Linked DNA regions of Zea mays: regions 2 and 3 are each linked to region 1. The links are chromatin contacts, called in public Hi-C maps. All regions are on one chromosome and are shown on one strand. Each heading gives the region's core, a stretch centred on a gene start, on an enhancer-like site or on the middle of the called end of the contact. The rest is flanking DNA. Distances are from core to core; before and after follow the strand shown.

The links. Hi-C and Micro-C count contacts between places; a contact is called where the count stands out from the background.
Region 2: a Hi-C map of bundle sheath shows a contact between it and region 1, with 2.4 times the contacts expected there. The contact joins the promoter of LOC542021 here to the promoter of LOC100275356 in region 1. A contact is called at or near these places in 7 of 25 Hi-C or Micro-C datasets (bundle sheath, ear, endosperm and 3 more).
Region 3: a contact with region 1 is called in a Hi-C map of ear, with 4 times the contacts expected there. The contact joins the promoter of LOC103631794 here to the promoter of LOC100275356 in region 1.

What each region holds. Positions count from the first base shown.
Region 1 is chr1:17,056,117-17,060,168 of Zm-B73-REFERENCE-NAM-5.0, reverse strand. It overlaps LOC100275356, which reads right to left and starts at 2,002. Exons shown (of 1, transcript NM_001149451.1): 1 at 235-2,002. The coding sequence starts at 1,817. The coding sequence ends at 471.
Region 2 is chr1:16,873,295-16,877,346 of Zm-B73-REFERENCE-NAM-5.0, reverse strand. LOC542021 (maize 20S proteasome alpha subunit) reads left to right here and starts at 2,123. Exons shown (of 8, transcript NM_001111668.2): 1 at 2,123-2,275; 2 at 2,381-2,475; 3 at 2,629-2,710; 4 at 3,752-3,848; 5 at 3,955-4,013. The coding sequence starts at 2,200.
Region 3 is chr1:17,207,567-17,211,618 of Zm-B73-REFERENCE-NAM-5.0, reverse strand. It overlaps LOC103631794, which reads right to left and starts at 2,161. Exons shown (of 6, transcript XM_008653336.4): 1 at 1,485-2,161; 2 at 857-1,048; 3 at 1-281. The coding sequence starts at 255.

The DNA of each region.
Region 1 (4,052 bases), core at 753-3,252:
TACCATTGGCACACTGAGGTAGACATGTACACATCTGAACTTCTAATTCATCACCTCCTGGCTCCTGCCTTATGAGTTCTTAAAGGAAACCTATGACTGTTTAAATGAAGATATCTTCGATAAATCATAACTTGAGTATAGCAGTTGCATGTTTTGTCCCATCATTTTTTCTAAAGAACACATCACAGGACACTGATCTGGTATAAGCAATATTCAAGCGTGCCATTTCAAATCATTGTGATCTGTTTGAGCTTTGACTAATATTTGAAAGTCCAAATACAACTGACGAGAGAAGAATACAGTCCGCCTCAAGTGTTACTTGGAACTCCATAGATGACAGCAGCTAGAGTATAGTACACAATTATATCCTGAGCTTAAAGTCACAAACAGTTATTGCTGAACTTTGTTTTCATAACAAACTTAACACAACTTTTTTTTTTGTTCTTTTCTGCTACACACATGCCACCAACTCAGTCTCTGCAAAATTCATCTGCATCTGCATCCCCTAAATCCATCTCAGAATCATCTGAAATAGAACAGTCATCTAAGATGTCATCTGGATTTTCACTTTCAACATCCAATACATCATCATCATCATCATGGCCTAATAAGTACTCATCTGAATCAGAACACACGTCGACTTTACCAAGATTCTTCAATCTCCCTCTGTAACCAGTAAGTTGAAGGAGTTTTTCCCTCCACCGCACCAACGGACACTTCTCTATCAGTTCGTTCCCATCATATGCCTCAGTTAAGAACACACTCAACCTCTTTCCCCTCTCAGAAACATAAAAGATGCCATAATGCTTCAATAGTAACCTCATAAGCTTCTGTGGCATTACAAACTCACGACGGAAATGTGTAAGGTGATCAGTCACCAGCCTCTTTTCCAGCATGAAGCTCAGTATCTCATGCATCACTGCAACAGCCCTCTTATCAAACTCTGGCGATCCAGGAGTCAATCCCTTTGCCTCTGCATAAGGGGACAGGTAGGTGACCTTCTGAAACTGATCGGTATTGCCCATTTTCACATAATGATGAGCTTTTCCTCGAAATCTGTAGTAAGTAGTGAAATTTGGTGGGAATTTCATTGGAAACGGAAGCGACAGCTCTCCTGGCGAACTGGCAATGGCATCGCCAGTCGACACAGACGCCTTCTTCTCAAGCTCAGTGACTGCCCAGGTTGGGTCCCAAGAGATGAGCTCCAAATACTCACCATCCTCCAATCTGACCAGCCTGAAATGCTCCGGAAACATGTGCACCCACCGTGTTCGAAAGTCATGAGGAAGTCCCATGTCGCGCCGGAAGTGGGCGATCTTGTCGACCGGCAGCCGCCGGTCCACGGACATCATGAGCATCCTGGTGACGTACTGCACGGCCACAGGGGAGTGATCCTCTAGCAGGCGCGCTTCCTCCTCGACGAGCGCCTCTGCCTGCGGCGAGAGGCCTGCCCACATGACGCCGCGGCTGTCGCGGCAGACCTCGAACAGGTGCGGCGAGCGACGCACGAAGTGGGCCACCTTGTGCGGCTTGACGAGGCCGAGCTGCGGCCGCAGGATCTCGAGGCGCTTGAGCGGGGTGACGTGCTCATCCTCCTTCTTGAGCGCGTCGACGACGGCGAGCACTTTGGAGAGAACCTTCCAGCGCTCGGTGGCTACCTCGAGCGCGTGGACGCGCTTCTTCTTGCTCCGGTCCTTCACACTGCGGCCACGCGTCATGCCTCGTGCCGGAGAGAGCTGGTACGGGCATCGGCATCGCCAATGCCTCTGGCAGTGAAGCAGGTCGCTCAAGCAATTGCGCGAACATGCTGCGTGCATGGCGTGTGAGGCGGCCAGGAACTTCTAAAACAGGAGGGCCGAAACAGGAGCAGTAACAAAGCTATTGTAACACGAACAACCTAGAGGGGCAAAGAGCACGAGGCTAGTCGCGCCGCTGAACGGCGGCGAGAAGAGGAGAACAAAGCGGCGGCGCGGGGCCGCCGGGCGGGAGGAGGAGGAAAGAGAAATGTAAAAGGGCCGTGCTTGACCACAGAGGAAGACGCTGTGGTCAGGTATAAATTAGAGCCCATAATCTCTACTGTATTTGATGGGCTCATCTTGATATTTGCCGTCAGGACTGTGAAGCCCACGATAAGGCCCTGTTTCGATCGAATTGATTCTAGTAGTCAGTTTTAGGGAACTACGAGTCTACGAAGTCTGTTCGGTTGCGTTGTGGTTGTGAAAAAAAATGTTATAGATTGTGAAATGTGGAAGAAGCTGTTGTAGGCTGTGAGCTATTAAAAAGCTAAAAAACGTTTAGTGTAAACCACTAATAGTCGTTAAAAATTCTTCGATATATGTTTTCACAGTTTCATCCGAAAGCCACTTAAAACAGGTCCAGGGGTGCTTTCAGTTTTGCACTGTGAGAAAGTCGGCTTTTAGCAAAAAAATTGCTTCCTGGATCCAGCCCTTTGGTTGGCTTTTAGCTTTTAGGAGGCAAAAGCTAAAGTCAAAAGCCAAACCAAACACACTCAAAGTATCCACCTTGTTCATACGGACTGTTCGGTGGGAGCGAACTATAAAATATAAAACACAAAGACTTGTATGTCATGTTGGTTAGGTGGGTGTGAATATAAGGTTTAAATAACCATGGTTCAAATCCTCTTTTGTGTATAATTTTAGAATTTTTACAATTTTTAAACATGGGAGAGCATGATGACAGTGGACACCGTGAAACCAGAGAAACTGGTGCTTTAATATAGTAAAGATAATGATTAGTGGATTCGTACATTTCTTGATCTATGTGTTTTATATATGTGTCTAGATTCACAATCGTCCATTTGATTATAGACATAAAAACCAATAGCTAAAACGAGAACTATTTTAGGACGGAGGGAGTACTTAGGAGCCAAACTAGTTGGGATTTGGGGTTCATCAACAAAGTTGTTAATAACATGTTGAAGCTTTGATTTAAAATAGTAAAATATGTTTGTATGTTGTAAGAGAACGTAAAATTTATACTACATAATTTAATACATTTTGAAATCACTCGTATCATTGCTAGCTTTGGGCTATTCGCTTCGGATTAAAGTTTGAATGTTTGGAGTGCTGCAACTGGAATCTATAGAGACAAAAATATTATAGAAGTAGTTGAAGCCGGTACGGATTAAAGCCAAGTAAATAAACTTGTATGGGGCACCATTCGCAAGATCAAGTCATGAATTTGACAATAGATCAATAACAATTTTTTATCTTATTGATAATTTACCACATACATACTCCTCCTAAAACCATTATGCTTAGAGAAGTGAAGAGAGTGACAGACCGGGAAGAGAGTACAAAATCAAAATTTAGAAGAATATTTTTCTCCTTTTGATATTGTATCAAGGTTATACCGTTATAGACATTTTCTCCGTTGCTCAATAAATAAATTTTTAGAATTAATTAAACTATTATTAGATTTAATTGTTTTTTATGAAAAAAATATGATACCAAATTAATATATTATAATTATCTAATGATACTAATTTAGTATTATAAATCTTGGGGCTCTTTCTTTATTCAGTTGACTTAAGACAACTTAAAAATTAATTTTATTTAGCTGGCGTAGCAAAAAAAAAGTTGCAACGCTTAGAAAAATCATCACATGTCAAGGTCATGTTGAAATAAAAAATTATTCAGTTGTATAATTGTGCAAGTATATAGTTTATTCTATGTAGTATATAATTGTGCAAGTATATAGTTTATTCTATTTGGTTCGTTATAACATGAATGTAGTATATAACTATCTCTCTCATGTGATTTAAGATAATATACAAATGTATTATATATATAAATATATAAACTTAATTAGTTTTATCTAAATTATAGTTATTAAAATGGAAATCAATTATATAGGGTTGTTCACCTTTAATGTTGCCAAAGGTCTGGGAATAGAATGCTAGTTGATAGGAGTTGAACATGTTTACACTTACTGTACATATGGCAGTCAGTATATTACATCGCATACCTTTTCTTAAAAGCAATTTCATCGGATTGTCCTGCTGCATAGGAATTAGGACTGGCTTCCTGTAC
Region 2 (4,052 bases), core at 874-3,373, 180 kb after region 1:
ATAGTGTCCGGTGCTCCAAGAGGACGCGGCTCTGTAACTTGGCAGCCTCGGGAAATCTCAGCGGCTGCTCCGCTATAATTCACCGGACATGTCCGGTGTACACCGGACTGTCCGGTGCAACTGCGGGGCAACGGCTACTCCGCGCCAACGGTCGCCTGCAACAGCAATTAATGCGCGCCAGAGCGCGCAGGCATCAGGCACGCCCATACTGGCGCACCGGACACTCTACAGTACATGTCCGGTGCGCCACCGGACATCAAGGCGGGCCCAGAAGTCAGAACTCCAACGGTCGAATTGCAACGGCTTTGGTGACGTGGCTGGCGCACCGGACATGTCCGGTGCGCACCGGACTGTCCGGTGCACCATACGACAGATAGCCTCCACCAACGGTCATGTTTGGTGGTTGGGGCTATAAATACCCCAACCACCCCACCATTCATTGCATCCAAGTTTTCCAGCTTACAACCACTATACAAGAGCTAGCATTCATTGCAAAGCACACCAAAAGAGATCAAATCCTCTCCCAACTCCACACAAAGCCTTAGTGACTAGAGAGAGTGATTTGTGGTGTTCATTTGAGCTCTTGCGCTTGGATCGCTTCTTTTCTTTCGCATTCTTTCTTGTGATCAAACACTCACTTGTAATTGAGGCAAGAGACACCAATTGTGTGGTGGTCCTTGCGGGAAGTTTGATTCCCAAGTGATTTGAGAAGAGAAGCTCACTCGGTCCGAGGGACCGTTTGAGAGAGGGAAGGGTTGAAAGAGACCCGGCCTTTGTGGTCTCCTCAACGGGGAGTAGGTTTGCGAGAACCGAACCTCGGTAAAACAAATCCGCGTGTCACACTCTTTATTTGCTTGCGATTTGTTTTGCACCCTCTCTCGCGGACTCGTTTTTATTTCTAACGCTAACCCGACTTGTAGTTGTGTTTATATTTGTAAATTTCAGTTTCGCCCTATTCACCCCCCTCTAGGCGACTATCACAAATGTTACAAATTCACTGAAATGCATCTCGATGTTGTTGGGATGTTCCTTTAATTAAGACTAAAATGTAACAGTGAGACCTGGTCACTAAAAATTTACGACTAGTCAATAATAGATTTAATTTATTTATATTTTATGCTTATGGATTCCTCAAATATTAAAATAGTGTCAGTTTCATTTATTTTGAATGATGTCATCTTATTGAATTGAAAATATCATACTGGGTGTGGTAATATGACCATGAAGGTGACTATATTCAGTTCATCCTTCATTACGAAACAAACAAGAGATTGTGCAGCTCTAACCCACTTTACCCACTTTAACCCTGTAATCAAACAATAAACTAGGTTCAACATGTTACTAAAATCAAACAAGGAACGAGTCCAACCCAACCCAGAAAAATAGGTCGGCTCCGACCCGACACACGTCGTTTCGAAACCAAACACATTTAAAATGATCAACGTTGACTAATTATAATAGACAATGAAAGCTTCTACTAGCAAATAAACACCAAAATGAGTCTGTAAGATTATAATAATTTTAATCTAGGCACCATAATATAAAGTACGATTTTAAAACTAGCCTCATAATTTTCTCGGATAAAAAATTATATGGATTTTCTATGTTCAATCCAAATTTAGGATTTATAATTACATTATTTTTATGTAAAAATATTTTGATATTTTTTGGGAAAATATTTTTATGTTTTTTTGGATAATTTTGAAAAACTGAATTTTGAACTTAGTCCGAGTTACTCCTTTAATATGGCGTATAGCAATAAAACCATCATAAAAAAATATTCGACGTATAAAAACACTGGTTTTAAAATTTTAGGGAGGTAAAAAATTTGTTTCACTTTTTCACAAATTACTCGACGTACAAAAAGAATTGGTTTTAACAGGTATAAAAGTTACTTTTCATTTTTAAGGGTTTCAATAGTTGAGGAGTTGAGGTGGGTAAATTGACCTTTTTAAAAATCACTGGGCTCGCTGGTGCTCCATCCGTTGCGGCCCAATTCCTACCCAACTGGGCTCCTGGGATAGGAGCCACGGTGTCAACACTGGGTCGGACCTGAACGACTCTTCTTGCGGAATAAGAAGAGGAGTCGCGGCGGCGTGTATAGTCAGTCGTGTGCCCGAGCCGAGGTTCCCCAAACACGCACAGCACACGAACACACACCGCGCCCAGCTCCGAGGTGATCTTCCGGCGGCCGGCGAGATGAGCCGTGGCACAGGCGCGGGCTATGACCGCCACATCACCATCTTCTCCCCGGAGGGACGCCTGTACCAAGTCGGTGAGTACCCCCCAAAACCCTAGCCCTTTCTTTCCTCCTCGCCGCTCCTTAGATCTGGAGGGGGGATTTGTACTCCATCTGACCTGTGCCGTTCCGTGTGCGCAGAGTACGCGTTCAAGGCGGTGAAGTCGGCGGGTGTCACGTCGATCGGCGTCCGCGGCGCGGACTCCGTCTGCGTTGTTACGCAGAAGAAAGTCCCGGTGAGTTGCTTGGAGACGCTCGCCTCCATCGATCGGGGCGGCGCGACTGACCCCGATGCGGGGATGCTGCACTGAAAAAGATTGTAGCTTTCTATGTGTTACTTGTTGGATGGCTGTTTTGTGTGGCCTGACCTTAACGTGTTGTGCGTGCAGGATAAGTTGCTGGATCAGACGAGCGTGACACACCTGTTCCCGATCACCAAGTACGTCGGATTGCTTGCCACTGGCCTTACAGGTAGTGTTATTTTGCTTTGGTGCACATCATTGTTCAGTCAGTAGTGATATTATGGTATGGAGAGCTTGTTTTAGATGCCGTAGGCTATGGAAAGTTGCCCCCTCCTCCTCCAGTTTGATTGTGGGTTCTCGGTATCAATTTTGCGATAGATCAGTGAAATTTTACTAGTGGTATTGATGGAACTAAATATAGGACTAGGAAAACATAGTTGTGATTTATAGTGGAGTTTTGCCTATCGTTGATGTTTGTTCGATTGATTGAATTAAGTTGAATCTCTGGTAACTGATTGTCAAAATCTCAACTATTTGGAGCTTCATTCATTATGAATCATCATACAGGTGAACCTTTAACAAAGGAGTTCAAGGCTTTTCAGTTTCAAACTGATAGTTTGAGATTTTGGACAAGAGTTTGATGTGGTTTCGTAATATTCAGTCATGGGCTAATTGAGGAAAGAACGGATGTTGTGCCACAGTTGTTTATTCTTCCTATAGGAATATGACAAAAAATAGTGTCCTTCTAAATCTCAATTGACCTGTTACTGTGTATTTCCATTTAGGGTGCCGATTAATTCACATTGGGCGCTGGTTACCACCTTGCTGTTTTCACATATTGCACTATTTAGGTCCCGTTTGGCACAGCAAAGCTTCACTAGTGCTTTTTTTTTGGGTGGGGGGGGGGGTAGGGAGGGCTTCACGAGCACAGCTTTCTCGGTGAAGCTAAAGCTGTTTCGGAGACCCGTTTGGCAAAACAGCTTTGCATGTATTTTTAGAACATGATCTCACAGAATCCCAGAGAGCCGACAAGTGTGAGGGGAAGCTGTGAAACGTTAATATTTTCAGCTAATCCCACCTTATTCCCATGTGAGGGCACAGTTTAAGGAGCTTCATGGGTGAAGCTGTTTCCAAAAGACCTGCTTGGCAAAAAAACAGCTCACAACATCTCATGAAACTGTTGGTGAAGCTGTGCCAAATAGACCCTTAGTTACACAATAATACACCTTGATCATTATCAGTAACAGTTATGTTGTTATTGTATTCACAGCTGATGCTAGGTCATTGGTTTCCCAAGCAAGGAACGAAGCAGCTGAGTTTCGTTTCAAATGGGGCTACGAGATGCCAGTTGATGTGTTAGCAAAATGGTATTCAGCCTTTTCTTGTTCAGGCTCCCAATTTGTTAATGGTGCTTTGTGCATATAACTAAGCAGTACCAAGCTATATACATTACTTACCTGATTTATGTTTCAGGATTGCTGACAAAGCTCAAGTTTACACGCAGCATGCATACATGAGACCCCTTGGAGTAGGTTAGTATCATCACACAATAAAGTTTGGCATTCCATTAA
Region 3 (4,052 bases), core at 912-3,411, 150 kb before region 1:
TATAAACTGTCCAAGTTGTAGTTTGTTTGATAAGATGAGTTCATTGTCCTCCTTAGACAAGGAAACATAAGTTGAGTGTGAAGAATCTGAAACTTTGATAAAGAACCCATGGTCCGGCCAAAGTTCTGAACCAGTTATTGCAGGGACTATGCTAATAACTTGGAGAAGAATGGACCGGTATTCTCCACATACTTTGACATCAGAGTTAATATGTTTTAGAACCTTTAATAGTATTCCTGGAGTAAGAGATGCCATTATCTTGGAGCCAGCTTATTCTTTTTCTGTGAAAGAAAGAAAAAGTAATAGAAGTTAATTTTAGATGCATTATCCACCACATTACTGATAATGCTGCGTCGCGCATGAGGATTCATGCGTGTTCCTGATGGTGGCCTAATATAAAGAAATAATTGTTAGATAATTGATGGTTAAGCTCCATGAAAGTAATGGCTTACTTAAAAATACGGCCGATGGTTTCAAAGGAGGAAAGGACAAAGATGGATTGGTTAAAGCTTCAGAAACACATAAAGGAGCAATATAGGCATGTAATTACTAGTATAACTGTGGACCTGTAACACCTAAAAATCCAAACCTGGCCAGATGTCAAGATGATTGGAACACCAACCAAACAGATGAAAAGAGCAAGACACCCAATAATAATGCTGTTCAGCATCAAACAATGTCCTTTCACACAGCAAGCAAAAATTAGTTGATAACATAACCCAGTGAAGAAAGAACCAAAAAAAAACAATCATGTTTACAGGAGGAATGTATTTTACTGGATAAGTGGAGGTTCTAGGAAAAGGAAAAAGGACTGCATCCATATTTCTTAGCTTTCCAGCAAAGATTAGTGGTGTACCCGCCTGAACCTTCTTGCAAAGCTCTAGGCTCTAGCTCCGTGGCCATGAACACGGACACACAGACAACACCAACTTTCCCAATTCCTTCACGTCTGCATACGAAGACGAAGGGATTGTGAACCTTCCAAAATCCCGCTGCGGTAGCCTGTCCTTTAGGGGTTTCTTGGCTTAGAATTCAGGAAATGAGAAACCTAACGAGCCAAGAAACAGGCATTGTTGGAAAGGGGCGAGAAGCGAGTAGTAATCCTTAAACTTGTAGGACAGAAGAACAATTGGAGAACGTGAGGGAAACAACTCTTCTAATTTGATACTCATGTACAATACTAAAATCAGAACTCTTTGGTATCAGTTTATCGTAGTAACATCCGATTAGTGTTATCCCATAAGATTAATAACAGGAGAAATAAAGCCACATAAAAAATTAGTATTGGTGGCCTTTTTATATTCCAATCTGAAATTGAGGTCCTGCGAAAGGGCGCGGCGCAAAAAAAAGAAAACCAAGCTAAACTTACAGCGTCTCTTGCAGACTACCGAGGTTAATGAAACGCTACGGTGAGAAGAAACTGAAACCGAGAGCGCGGAGGTAGCGGAGAAAACCATCAGCGGTTGTTGTTTGAACAAACTTACATATGCAGCGAAGGCCAATTCCTGGAGCAAGTAAGCGGCACACCAACAGAGCAAGAGCACGCTCTCTCCGCCGCCGGACGAGAAGCGCCGCACGAATTAACAACGCAGGCCTCAACGGAGCAGACACGGGAACAGCAAGCGAGTTTTTTTTCTTCTTCTCCCTATCTCTTCGCGGCTGCAGCGTTTCGGCGACCCAGGTGGTGGTGGGGAAGCATGGAAAGGGAGAGCGGGTGGGAGGGAGGGAGGCGCACTACCTTTTGGGTGGAGATGGAGAAGGAGGCGGCGCCGAAGCGAGGTAAGACGACGTGGTGCCGTGGTGGAGGACTGGAGGCGGAAGAGCCCAAGCGGCGGTTGGTCTCTCTCCCCCGTCCCCTAGGCGGGCGGCGGTGCCATAAAAAACGAGCCCGCGGCTGCAGTGCGCCCAACCGCCGCTAACCGCCCCCTGGCACGCCGGCCCCGCGGGCCGCGGCCGAGCCGAACCAAGGCCAATAGTGGCGTTCGCAGTCGCACTGACGCAGCCCAGGGCGGGGCCTACCGGCTTAGGCAGCAGAACACGACGAGCTGTGCCTCCCAGTCCCGGTCCTGGGTCGTCGGCTAGTCGGCCACGGCCACGGTCACAGCCACCAGGCACAACAACCGCACAGGCAGCGACGGCTCACGGCACGAAGCGGAAACCGGTGCCTAGTCCGCGTCGCGGCCGATAGGGGGTCAGCTCGGCGGGTTCGGGTTCGACATCCCCCGCCTGCGCCTATGCCCGCGCGCTCGTGCGGGCGTGTACGCAACGCACACGCGTCCGTCCGCGGTGTGTCCGGTCGCCCCCGCGCGTGTTCGTGTTCGGCAATCGGCATGCAGCCAGGTTGACCAACCCACCGGAATGGCCGGCACTTCATGCTCGCATGTTTGCAACGTGCTGCCGGGTCCCATACTGTAGTTTTTGTTTTGTTTTTTTGCGCTAGCAGCAGCTGTTTGGCGATCGTTTCGGCTCGATCGGAGGGGAAAACGGCTAAGATTCCCATGCTCGGTTGCCGACTGATCCAGCTAGCGCTCCAGCTTTGGGATTGAGTGGAGGCCACGCACGAGGCACAGGATCGGGAGACCTCGCGTTTCGACGTAGTGGTAGCGTGCAAGCTGTTCCAATTCATATATATAGCAGCGTTATTTCTAATGGAGATGTCTTCAACTGCTTCACACCACGCGCGAGCGTTCTCGAGTTGGTTCGGTCCCGGATCAGCGATCAGATCAACCGAAAACCACGACCCATGGCTTCATGTTTCGTTTGCTTTTGAACAATGGCAGGATACACGCCTACGATGCGTGCACGACGACCTGTTTGCGTCGACGGAGAGGCGATGCAAGCGGAGAGAAGACGCAAAGAAGACTGGGTTTCCGCCGCAGGTAGCAGCGGTCTAAGAGCAGCACAAGCAACGACGACGTGCGGTGTATGGCACGTGAGCCACACGACGCGGTCCGGGTCGACTAGCCTCCGGCCACAGCGCATCACCGCCGCCGCCATGAGGAGGTTGACTGTGCTCGCTTGCTTGATTTTTCATTCATGCATATGGACCTGCAGCGACAGCTAAAGCTGTGGCATATGCATGCCGGCCTACCCTACACCACAATACCAGACACACTGTTTTACCGTATGCCCGAAGCACATAGCAAAAAGCAAAACACTTGGCGAAATCTTTGTCAAATGTGACACTCGCTAAAAAAACTTGATGAATTATACATCGACAGCGGCTTCTTTATCGAGTATTTTTTGTCGGACACTCGGTAAAGACAGTTTTGGCCGAGTGTCACCTGACTCTCAGCAAAGAAAAGTCACTGTCACGGTGCCAGGTGACAATGACACTGACTTTGCCGAGTGTCTACTGTACCGGCACTCGGCAAAGAAACTCTCCGTAGCCCCTTTATCAGTTCCTTTGCCGAGTGTATTAGGAGGCACTCGACAAAGGCTCCGTCTTTTCCCAGTGCCAACTGAACTAGCTCTCGGCAACGGTAGCACAAGTGAGCCCCTTTGCCAGTTCCTTTGTCGAGTGCATTAGGAGACATTCGACAAGGTTGCTTCATTGCCAAGTGTCATGACCACATCACTCGAGAAAAAAGCTTTACCGGTTCTCATGTGTATCTTCTTTACCACAACACTCGACAAAGTTATCAGAATAACATTTTTTATTTGTTTTTGCCATTCTATCCAAAAAAAAAACAAAAGATATATCACATAATCATCACATATACATCAAACACACGACATAGCTCACAAAGTCACAAGTACCACAAAATTGTTCACAACACTAACAAGTACTCAGCAAGTTGGCACTAGGCAAATAAGCTATTTTACCGAGTTTCAATGTCTGGCGCTCGGCAAAGTTAACTGTCGTCAGCTATAGACGGCAAAGTTAACTGTCGTCAGCTATAGACGGCTGCTAACGACCCTTTGACGAGCGACGCGTTTCGCCGAGAGTTTGACACTCGGCAAAGCGGACTTTGTCGAGTGTCATTCTATATCGAGTGTCTCGCCCCTTTGCCGAGTGCTACTCTCGACGAAATAAGACTCTCGGCAACGAC